Linked DNA regions of Mus musculus: regions 1 and 2 are each linked to region 3. Evidence: chromatin contacts called from public HiChIP or PLAC-seq and Micro-C data. All regions are on one chromosome and are shown on one strand. The core of a region is the stretch at or near the end of the contact, and the rest is flanking DNA. Distances in the headings are between cores, read along the strand shown.

Evidence for each region. A called contact is a pair of places that touch in the nucleus more often than the background predicts. HiChIP or PLAC-seq counts read pairs in DNA pulled down with a chosen protein or histone mark.
Region 1: a Micro-C map of macrophages shows a contact between it and region 3, with 5 times the contacts expected there. The contact joins two enhancer-like sites. A contact is called at or near these places in 5 of 484 Hi-C or Micro-C datasets (bone marrow-derived dendritic cells, bone marrow-derived macrophages, cortical neurons and 1 more) and 2 of 115 datasets of contacts at active chromatin or transcription factors (bone marrow-derived dendritic cells and fibro-adipogenic progenitors).
Region 2: a p65 HiChIP or PLAC-seq map of bone marrow-derived dendritic cells shows a contact between it and region 3, with 3 times the contacts expected there. The contact joins two enhancer-like sites.

Annotation. Positions count from the first base shown.
Region 1 is chr11:64,658,385-64,662,205 of GRCm38.p6, forward strand. No RefSeq gene overlaps it. Among named protein-coding and RNA genes, the nearest start is that of Gm30305, 59 kb to the right of the region's middle. Within about 2 kb of position 2,322, at least 3 of the 459 cell types and tissues checked have an H3K27ac peak or open chromatin away from gene starts, as enhancers often do. A contact at or near this core is called in macrophages, where this site is marked.
Region 2 is chr11:64,625,711-64,629,760 of GRCm38.p6, forward strand. No RefSeq gene overlaps it. Among named protein-coding and RNA genes, the nearest start is that of Gm30305, 92 kb to the right of the region's middle. Within about 2 kb of position 1,896, at least 12 of the 459 cell types and tissues checked have an H3K27ac peak or open chromatin away from gene starts, as enhancers often do. A contact at or near this core is called in bone marrow-derived dendritic cells, where this site is marked.
Region 3 is chr11:64,494,322-64,498,199 of GRCm38.p6, forward strand. All of the region lies in intron 1 of Hs3st3a1 (heparan sulfate (glucosamine) 3-O-sulfotransferase 3A1), which reads left to right. Among named protein-coding and RNA genes, the nearest start is that of F930015N05Rik, 60 kb to the left of the region's middle. Within about 2 kb of position 2,125, at least 24 of the 459 cell types and tissues checked have an H3K27ac peak or open chromatin away from gene starts, as enhancers often do. A contact at or near this core is called in bone marrow-derived dendritic cells and macrophages, where this site is marked.

The DNA.
Region 1 (3,821 bases), core at 1,072-3,571, 160 kb after region 3:
GCTAGCATATAAAGAGGTTGGCTTCACTTAGTTTTGGTGGTTCAAAGTTCAAGATTGGGAAGGCATACTTGTTTGGCCCCTGTTGGGGATAGCTGTCAGTAGCACACCGTGGCAGGAACGTCTAGAGGTGCAAAATGGCTACAGCTGTACATGGAGCAGAGGCAAAGGAGAGATGGGCTGGGTTGACTCTTTGTGCAGTGATGTTTATGAGAACTCAGGGGAGAGCAAGGGAACTACACCCCTGAAGACTCATGGACCTCTCACTAGCCTCCAAGCTTTCACTGCCTTCCAGTAGCCTCATCCTGAGACAAAGTCACCAATACGTGAGCCGTTGGTGGGGGGGAGGGCAGGGGTTATTAAAACCCGGGCTACAGTAACCATAGGGACAATCCACAGCATACTAATTGTTGGGTTAATTTTCAGTATGATGAACATTTATCTAAGGTATAGCATATATTTGAATAATTATGTGTGTGTGAGTGTGTGCATGTGTGTGTATGTATGTATCTTAGAGACATATAGATATAAGCAATAGTAAGAATTATAAATAACAATAAACCTTATACAGGAGAGAATCTAGTGCTGATAGGGAGAAATATAAAGAAGGAAGTCATCGCTCAGCATCAGATGCTGGGAAATCAGGATGAATGTGTTCACATGGTGTGTTCAGACAACCAAGAGATCAAGAAAGCCTGAAAAGTGGCTAAAGGGCCAGGCACACTCACTGACCACAAAGGAACTAGAATGGCTAGAAAGACACTAGCCATTAGTGTAGCTGATGTGGGAATTATCAAAGCAGTCATTGGCTTGGGTCCCAGACTCAGAGGATCCAAGTTGTCTTGGGGTAAGTTTGGAGATGGCAGGACACATACAACAGAAAAGAGGGGCCACACATAATGTGCTTGGGAATCTGGGCACCGAGAGGAAGAAGCTGTGGCAGTCAAGTGAAGTCCTGGTCTTCTGATTAGCAGCTGAACCCTGGGCAGAGAAAACAGTTGTAAAAACTGAATGGATTTAGACTAGAAAGCAAAGTTCCCGGGGGGAGTGTAGCTTACCACCAACCGATGGTAACACCACAGAGGGACAGAGCAGTCCTGTGCTGGAGAAGGAGCAGGAGGTCAGAGAAGGAGGTCACGAACAGGGTGGTTGCTCTTAGTGGATGAGCCTCTGCCAGGTTTCTACCGTGAGCCATAAACAGGGGTCTGAAACTCAGCTACCTTCCAGTGCCATGAAGATCATAGCATGTGTGAGCCAGAGTCATAAGCAATTATCCAGGAATCCAGGGTTTCACAGAGTTGTGTGCTCACCCGATTGTTGTTGTTGTTGTTGTTGTTGTTGAAACACGTGTTGCTATGTTCATCCTTCACTTTTTCTCTCTTTGATAAGGATGTGACCAGAAAGAAGGGTTTATGTGCTTGCAAATGCTGCCAAGCCAACTCAGAGTCAAGGTTGTACCTCTGAGTCTGGATAAAGCCAGTGTTTGCCCTGAAGATGGTGGCCAGTACTCAGTTCATTACTTGATATCATGCAAGTACATGGGTCAAGGACTGTCAGAATTATCAGAAAATGCAGGAAGGACTCTTAATGTGTATATGAAACATCTTGACTGTTGTATGTTGGCTCAATTGAAAGACCAAACAAGCCTGGGGAAGCCATCTGGGTACCAGACCTTCCCCTGCATCAGTTTGCATCCTCTGTTGAACACATTCAATTCAACCTGTCATGGACCTGGAAGACGGCTTTTGATACCTGAGAGTCAACATTACTTGTGGTTTCCTTTGGTTGCACTGATTAAAGGAGAAGAAGGAAAGAAATTCTTGAAAGCCGAGTGAGCAATTTGGGATTAACGGTTTATGGAGACAATTGCTGTTGAGAAAACAAAGCAGGAGGCTTAGGCTAAACAGACCCAGTAAATCTGAGCAGTTGTTTGCTGGGTTTTGATAGCAAGAGTTCCTTTTTACATTGGGGCAAGCATTTGCTTTGTATGCAAAAGTACACGTATGTAAACTCCCAGCAATGAGAGTCATAGTAACATGAATTAGGATGAAATGATATGGAAACTTGATACTACAGTGAGTGAAGAAGAGGATCAAGGGAAATTTCTCACTCTCTATTGGTATTGTTCTGGACGGTATCATTTAAAATTTAAATTTTGCAGCAGATTAAATCATCATCTATAGCAGGATCCCGTCTGTGGCTCCACAGAATATTTCTGTCTATTATTTTCTAGGAAAAGAAACTTACTGTCTAATAGTGTGTTGTTCAGCAGACTCTGAGGAAATGGGAAGTAAGGTCGCAGGAAACAGTGCCTCTGGGTGAAAGGGTTAGGAGGAATTTGTCACAGTGAATTCCATATCTCACCCATGGCCAGGGAGCCAGGGGGTGCCTTCATTTGTGCCTGGTTCAGAGAGAATGTCATGACTAAGTGTCTGAACCCTGCACTTCAATGTGTTAACTTCTACCTCCTGTCCTATGTTTCTTTGATGGTTGAGCCTGTCTGTTGGGTTCTAAGACCCTCAATGTCATACGTGACAGAAGAATGTTGACTGTGTTTCTTTTTGACTGTCTGTGGTTTGGTGGGTTGAACACGGGATATTGAACATGTTAGGAAAATGCTATGCCATTGAGAAATATCCTAGCCTAGAATATTAATTGTATATTAGGATGCTCAACAAAAGATAAGATCTCTAGTCTTCTTGGAATCTGCATGTACCTTTACTCATTTTTGACTAATGTGATGTGTGATGAAGGTGGTTTTCTGGAACTTACTGAAGGGATATTAGTTCATGAAATATACCTACTTCTCTTCTGAGTCTCTATTTGACCCTGATTCCTGATTCTCATTCCTTTTAAAGATGAGAAAATGGTATCTAATCTGGAACTAATGTTCAGAGCTGAGGTCTGTCTGAATCCACATACATCCCTTATGACCAGACACAGCTAATGTGTGTCCTGGGACCAGGCAGCAAAGAAATCCCAGTTGTCTTCATTCTTTTCTCACTCTTTACCATCTCTGAGAATCTATGACCAGATTCCTTGGTGTGTCTGCTTAACTCTCCAAAATGGCTAATCTGAGATTTTAGATAAGTTTGCTTTCTGTTGCTGTGATACACCTGGGGAAGAACAGGATTTGACGTCAGAGAAGGAGGTCAAGGCAGATGGAACAGAGGCTGTGAAAGAACACTGCTTCCTGGCTTGCCCCCATGGTTCACTCAGTCTGTGTTCTTGTACACCCAGGGCCACCTGCCCAGAGGTGACACTGCTCTCAGTGGACTGGGCCTTCATACATCAATCATTGATCAGGATTTTTTTTTCCTTAAAAGCCTCACAGTCTTCTCTATGGGCTAGTCTGATGGAGGCCATTTCTTACCTCTTCCTACTTATGTCAGGTTAATGAAAAACTAACCCAGGCAGTAAGTAAGAACATCCACTTTATTTTTATTAGCTTTTGTTTATAGTTTTGACAACCAGAATGAAGAATATCATACCATATCACCAAAAGAGCTTTTTACATGGTGGCGTTTACTTCCATTCAAGCAAACTGGGGAGGGGTTTCTTACCTTCAATACCTGGTCCATTGATAAATATTAAGATAATCATATTAAGTTTCCCCAAACCAGGTGGAACTTTTATAAGCATTTTATCTCATTTACATTTATTTAAACAGAGTCTATTCGTTTTTTAAAATGTAAATTATTTCTTCCAGGAAAATATTTCCATGTAACTTACCAAAATGTTCTTTTCTGTTCGTAGTTATATAACCCACTCTTTTCATTAGCTCCTGGATATTGCCAGTAATTACATCGCTACTAAGATGCAAG
Region 2 (4,050 bases), core at 646-3,145, 130 kb after region 3:
CTCAATTTCCAGAACCTTCTCCCCTGAAGGGGAAGAATGGATCAATGGATGCATAGTGGAACCTTCATTTTATAGACAAGAAAACAGATTGTGCAAACTGGGTGGTGGTGGCGCACGCCTTTAATCCCTGCACTTGGGAGGCAGAGGCATTCGGATTTCTGAGTTTGAGGCCAGCCTGGTCTACAAAGTAAATTCCAGGACAGCCAGGGAAACAGAAAAACTTTGTCTCAAAATAAAAACCAAAAAAAAAAAAAGAGGTCGTGCAATCAGTGTCCACTGGGAGTGGCTGCTTTCTCATTTCTGCCAATTTTGTATCCATTTTCTTGATGTTCTCCAGCTCTTTCAGAAGATCCATGTCTTGGAAAAGTGAGTGGTCTTCATTGTTAGCTGGATGCCTGTATTTAAATTCAGAGCAGGTAACTTACGTTTGCTAAAAACAGGACCTCAATGACTGTTTCTAATCATAGGTCATCCTGGGGCTGCTATGAGCCCTGACAAGGAAGCATTTCACCCATAAGCCACTGCGCACCTGTTGTGTAAATTAGGAAGGCTTGACAGAGTTGTGCTGATGTGTTGATAAACTCGTCAGTTGTGTCAGAGTGATTCCCGATCTATGGAGCTGCCTGTGTTTACTATTATGACTGTCAGTTGGGGCGGGGGCCAACTGACATCTCTTGACACTTCCATATGAGCAGTCCTTAGGGAGAGGGTAATATGAAGTCCATTTAACCGCTGAAAGAAACACAATATAGACTCATGCTTGACTCTGTGTTACACATTTCCTCAATCCCCTCCCACCATCAAACTAAAATCCCATCTTCACTCCCCATGTACAAGGATATTCATGAAGAGAGGGTATGTTACACAATGTACTTTTTATCAAGTAATTTCAAGAAAGTAGAGTTTCAAACGAAGTGTTTGGAATGAAGATGGTTGTGTTCACTACATCTTAACATAACATCTCGTCATTTAGAAGTGTATTCACATACTACTTTTAATAAACCATAAGTTAGCAACTAGTTTGCATGAGACATTCTTAACTTATCCTGCTAATATATTTCATTCACACCTGCTGAAGAGCAAAGACAGGGTGGTCACTCTGACAACCATGTTCTGATGCTACAACTGAATACCACAGTCTGGGAAATTTATAAAGCACAGAAAGTTATTTAGTACATGGTTCTGGAGGCTGAGAAACGTTCTCCTCTCACTGGCATCTGGCGATGGTTTCCTACCTAGCAGAGGATAATGTCGAAAGACAAAGAGTCCGAGCTCAGCTCATTTTCTTATTCTCATGATGTGGCTGTGTTGCTGTGGAACCCTAACAACAGAGTCTCATCCAATCCCACATACCAACTAAAGGCCTAATTTCCAAGTACCATTAGCACATGATTCTGCAGATGAAACTCCCAACCCAAAGACTTTATTTTCCAGAAATACATTCAAAGAGAAACATAAGTGTCGAAGCCAAGCAGTCCTCTGCAGTCTTTAGAACCTCTGCCAGATCACTTCTCTCCAAGCTCAGACTCCTCTTCCTGACTTCCTGGGTTCGGGGCATTGTTCAGCAGCACTCTTGGAATTCAGGCACTCAGGGTTGGCAGTGCCCCAGCATCTATGTACAAGTTCCGGCTTACACACAGGGCCAGCACTGGCCAGTCCCAGATTCTCCTTGTCGCCACACTGTCTGGCTGTGAGTGGAAGCTACATACCTTCCCACCCATTTCTAACAGAGGTTGTATTGATGTTGAATCAGCTGTTGTAGTGAAACCAAAATGCCAGTCAGCTTTCCACAAAGGCTTCGGCTCAAGAACCACTTAACCAACTCTGTCTGACGTACGTGACGTCTCATTCACCAACACCCTAATTTTAGCTAAGTCTATCAGCTTCAGTTTGTGGAGTTTCAGTGCTGTTGATGTCAGCAGTGCCTTCCTGGCTTACATCTGGGTTTTTAGAGGAACTGGAACAATAGTGAATCCTCTGGAAATTCTGTTATGATTAAAGATTAAATACACTTCTTTCTTAGGCTTAGTCCTGATCTCTGTGCTGGTGAGAGTTCAATCAGGGAGTTTTTTTTTTTTGTCTTAGAAAGAGAAAAAAAAGTTCTTTTGATCACAATTTTGAAGGTCACTGTCTATGATTGATTGATTGGTCCTGTCATCTTCAGGCTGTGTAGTAGTTACACTCAGAGAGCATCAAAATGTGGCAGATGAAAGCCACACATTTCATGGTTAGGGACAAAAGAGTTATGAGAGGTAGGGGCCAAGGACATGATCCAGTGACCCAAAGACCCACAGGGACAGCCTTAGGGTGTTCACCACGTTTTAACAGGGCCTCTTGGGAGGCCAAGAGCCATAAACACATGGATTATGATGGTTCTGATCTGAACTAAACTTTCTCCACATATACACATAAAAACACTGTCTTCCTGGGATCTACCCAGACATGTATACATTTTAGAATTTTTCTCTGCTTATGAAACTCCAGAAAAGACCACATTCTACCATCTGAACAGTGTTCTTCGAGAGAATCAGTCATCAAAATGGAGAAGGAGGTGAGATGAGACACAGAAGATTAAGGAACTATAACAGCTTGAAGGAGCCCAAGGAGAAATGACAAGCAACAAAATGTATTAATGTAATCTGGACCCAGAAACAGTAGCACGAAATGGGAAGAGAGGACAGTCAAATACTGTGTCAGTCATGGTCATGCAATTCTAGGGGAAGTTTGGTGCAGACTGCTGTCTGTTTAAAAATCTCCTACTAATCTAAAACTCACTCAAAACATTTTAAAAATGGCAAGCATCAGAAATTAAGAATTTCAGCTATTTGACAACAAAAGTAAGGGAAATATCACAACATAGTCCCACACAAAAATATATGTGTGTATATGTGTATACATAGACATATCCATATTTACCTAGTATATATGTAACTCACACAGTGCAAAGTGATGCTATACATACATGAACACTATGTATGTATATATGTGTATATTATATGTATGACCCTGGTCTGTACTAAATGTCCTTATACATACTACCCACATATATATTAGGTTAATGTAAGTACCAATGAGATCAAAATGACAACATTGCATTAGACAGTATTAAAAACATGGTCCTGGTGGAAATACATCAAAGGGGAAATAAATCATTTCAGTTCAATAATATTGATCAACCGCAAACAGATATGTCTGGCACGAAACATATCCCTCCAATGAAATGTCTTCATGAAGTCTAAGTCTGATATGGAGAATATGTAGACAGCATTAGCAAAACATGAGAGCTGATGGTTTGAGCATACCACATTCAGTCAAGCAGACATAACACATCTAATTGGGTAATAAGAGAAATAAGGTTGATGAACTAGATATGTCAAAGTTTTTAGCCAACAGGGGATGCATATTCTTTACAAAGCCTAAGGGGAATTTTTCAAAATTGATCATAATCTCCACCTTCATTGGTTTCTGCAAGGGAAAGAATGCACAGACTCTCTCATGTGGTCGCAGTGTGAAAGAAAACTACAAATTAACAGCTGGAAGCAGCACAAAGTCTGAACACTTAGAAATGAGGGAAAGAGCGCAGACTCATAAATATTATGAAGGAGAACTTTAAAATGTCAATTACATTTACATGAAAATCAAACCAATATTAGACCTAAAGCAACAGAGTTTATTCAAAATTATTTTTGAGGCAGATGAAAAATCTTTCACTTCATGAAATGAATAAGAAAGCCAATTTAAATGTCCACATCAGTATGACAGAGGAAAAACAACAGAGCTGTCAAATGCAGGAGGGTGGGGATGAGATGCTTGGAAGAGGAGAGGAAGTAAATGGAGTACAAGACACCTCCTGCAGAAGCAAGATATGCGTATGTTCATTCTAACAAACAAACAAACAAACAAACAAATAAAACAAACAGAAAGAAGGAATGAAAGAGGGAGGGAAGGAGGGAAGGAGGGAGGGAGGGAAGGAGGAAGGCTTGGTTAAAGAAGGAGAAAGGGTTTTGATCAAGATAGATTATACACATGCATGAAATTCTAAAAATAAAT
Region 3 (3,878 bases), core at 875-3,374:
TTTAAAGCCTGACTAGGTCCTTGAGCTCCTCTTAGACACTAAAAACAGTGTTTATTGCCACGAAATAGTTGAATTTTGTTACTTGAAATCCACACAGTTACAGATAATGAAGGGGAGCAAGGGGTGGACTGGAGGGACTGGAGGGACTGGAGGTGGTCTGTAAAGATGTTTTAGTAAAAGAAAGAAGATCAGTGAGCAGATTAGGAGTAAACCAAAGCATCTTTCTCCCTCTCTGTTCTCAGGAAAGAAACTTCAGGGCATTTCCAAAGTCCCTGTGTGTGCCTTGTGGTGGAACCATCCTCCTGCTCTTGGGGGAGGGAGCTGCCTCCCAGGGGCCTGGACCACTTGAGTGGTGACTGGTAATGCCTTAATTACCAGGCCCAGAGCAGGTGATGTCTGGCTGCGGGTCCTCAGGGCTACTGATTACTCAACTCCCCCTCTACAAGGAAACACTTTCCACATCAATAATTAAACAGAACAATTAGAGCGATTTAAAAAGTATAATTAGGCAGAATCAACTCTGTGTCCCTGGAGCATCCTTGCTTTCTCTTCCTCATGTTTCATGCCCTCCCTCATCTTTCTTTAGAGCATCATTTTGGGAATCCAGCAGGCCCCTGTTCTGAATCTTTAAACCCCAGTGGGGCAGGGGAGAATCCATTTACAAGCACAAAGGTGAGGGATAGAAGGTAAGGACAGACACAGACCATCTGTTCTCTGTTCCTGACACACTGTTTCTGACACACACACAGTCTTGGTTCATGGGGTACAGAGGGAAGATGCAGAATGAACATGGGGCTGGCATCTGTGGCCAGGATCGAGGAATCCCTGGCATAGGGTCCCCTGTCCCTAGAATGGTGACAGATGCTATGTGTGACTTCTTGATGGGAGACCATAGATCAAAGATGTGAGGTCCCCCTACCTACTTCTCTGAATTTATCTGTACCCTGTGCTGGAAAGAGTCCATTGTTTCAAATTTATTTATATCTTAAAGAAATGACTGTCTTAGCCTAGTTTTTGTTGGTATCACAAAATAAGTAGAGCCTGGGGTTATAAAGAAAGCGTTTATAAAGAAAGCATGGTTCTGGTGGCTCCAGGTCCAATTAGTAAGGCTGGCATCCTGGTAAGGGTGTTCTAGGTTGTTTCACAACGTGGTAGAGAAAATTGCCATGTGCAGAAGGAGCCAACCATGCTGGTCATCTGGCTTTACAACAGCTCCTCTAGGAAGAGCTCTCACCCCTGGAAGACTCCCTTGGGTCAACACTGATGCAGTTGTGAAGTTGGGACTTCTTAACCACTCACTGGGTCCCACCTCCTAAAGAAGCCACTATACTGGGGATCAAGCAGCCAGTTGTGAATACCTAGGGATAAACACTTCCAATCCATAGCTTGACCCAACCCCAAATATGAAAACAGTGAGAATTGGCGATGCCTCCCAGCTCAGTGTAGAGATTTAAATTTTATAGTTTGTGTGTCTGCTCTTCTCTGAGATCCCAGGATAAAAACTGAACCAACGGTTATCAACAAAGAAAATGTACTGTCTGTCATGAAGCAGACTGTCATTGTCCACAGGTCAAAGATCTCTCTCAGTTAGCATTCAGAGAAGGCTGTGCAGAAGAACTGCAATCAATCTAGGAGCCAAGAATGGAATGCCTCTCCTACGAGAGATGGTGAGAAGCAGCCAGAGGCTCACATACCAGGGCCCAAGGGACAGCAGGCTGCAGTGCAGTGACCAGGTCAGATCTGAGACCACTCAGTGAAGACAGAAGGGCCAGGGCAAGTCAGTGGCACTCAGACCTGCAGATGACAATCTCAGGGTCCACGAGGTCCAAGGGGCTGACCTCAGACCCTTCCTGGAGGTCACATAAAGGGCAGCCAACCTCTCCACTCTGCTCTAACTTCCTTCTTGGCATACTATTTCCTGCACCCACTCCCTACTTCCTCCCCACGGGATATTTATCTGACTTTCAGCTTGACAAAGGAAATCATAGAAAAGAAAGTAATATTTCTCTTCTCTTCAACCCTGGACAGATGTCACAAGAAGTCAAGGTGGGGGGTAGGGCAAAGAAGAATCTCTTTTAGGGCTAAATATAGGCAACTATAGATTCACCTCTGGTGGCCTTAGAGGTCAGGAGGGAGAAACCTGATCAGACGTAAGGCTGTGTCTTTCAAAGGACAGGCTCAGTTGGAGGAGACAGAGTGAGAATGTCATTCTTTTGTGTCCTTCTGTGATGCACAATTAAAGCATAAAATGAGTGACAAAATATCCGATTTATTTTCTCTAGAGTTCAAGCAGCAATTTAAAAGATGTACTGGACATCAGGAATAATGAAAATGCCCCACAAGTCTCCTGATTCTAAAAGAAAATATTTGATCAAAAGATATGGAGAAAAATAAGCAAAAAATCAGAACAAAACAACAAAAACAACAAAAGAAAAAAATCAAAACTAACTCTCACAGGGAACTAGAGAGCAAACAGTCTGCCTCAAAGAAGAAACAGGAAGTTGGTATTACACATCTTAACCCAAAGAATGCACGGGCGTCAGTGAATAGTTTGAAGGAAAACATGTTTGTGGCTTAGGGATTTTTTTCCCATCCTCCTCAGCGCTGGAGAGACAGCTCAGTGGGTGAAGTGTTTGCTGGGTCAAGCATGAGGACCTGTGACCAGATCTCCTCATTCATGTAAAAGCCAGGAATGGTGGTGTACTCCAGTAACTCCAGCACCTTGTATGGGGAGAAAGAGGCATTCTTGTGCTTGCTGGCAGACAGTCTAGACAAATACAGGAGCTTCAGGTTCAGTGAGAGACTTTATCTTAAAGCATAAGGTAGAAAGCAAAGTGGTGGAGGAAGACACCCAACATGAACCTTTGGCTTCCATATGTGCATGCATACATATGTGGTGTCTCAAATGATCATGGTGAAGACAGGGCATTCCAATAACAATGAACCTCATCTTTTGGGGACGGACACAGATCCTGGAAATGTGCTTTTGGCATGCCAGTGATCATGTCTTCTGATGGCTCAGCATCTTTACTTCTGTCTTTGCAGAGTTAGACATTTGATTGACACCGTCTCTCATGGATTGCTCTTACAATGATTCCCTGTGCCTGTTTGGTTTGTTATCTGTGTGTCCCCCCTCTCATTCTTCATGTTTTTTGTTCTTAAGCCCAACCCCTATATGGGAATGCCCAGAGTGCAGGGCTCGTCCTTACATCATTACATCTTAGTTAACCGAGCTTGTTTCCTTCTTGAGAATACAACTGTGTGAACTATATCACTTTATATCTTCCTTGTTTATTTCCCCATCATCCACAGAGACACAGGTACAGATGGCTAGGTCACTGTATTTATAGAAAGGAAATATGTTAGAAAAACATAGATACAGCATCATTTGGGCCTTTTAAAGACTCTTTGAGTCTTAGACTCAGGCTCTAGTCCCTTCTGTTTTTATGTGAATGTCTTAGTTGGTATGACTGCTTGTGTTTGACTCCTCCTCCTGTCTCAGATTCATTCATCTTAAACCTCAAAGCATTTTGCTGGGTGTGGTGGCAGTGCACACCTTTAATTCCAGCACTCAGGAGGCAGAGGCAGGCAGATCTCTGTAAGTTTGAGGCCAATGTGGTCTACAGAGTGAATTTTAGGACAGCCAGAGCTACACAGAGAAACTCTGTCTCCAAAAACCACCCCCCAAACCAAACCAAAAATAAACCCACAAAATTTAATCAGCATATACAACACTAAGTTTTATTAAGATGTTATTCAAAATTTACTTCTGTTGCTCTCCCTTTCCCATCTCCCTATTTCCCAGATCAGCCCCTACCACTTCACTCTCCCATCCTCCTTTCCACTGCATGGTATGCATGCTGCTTACCCCACCTCTT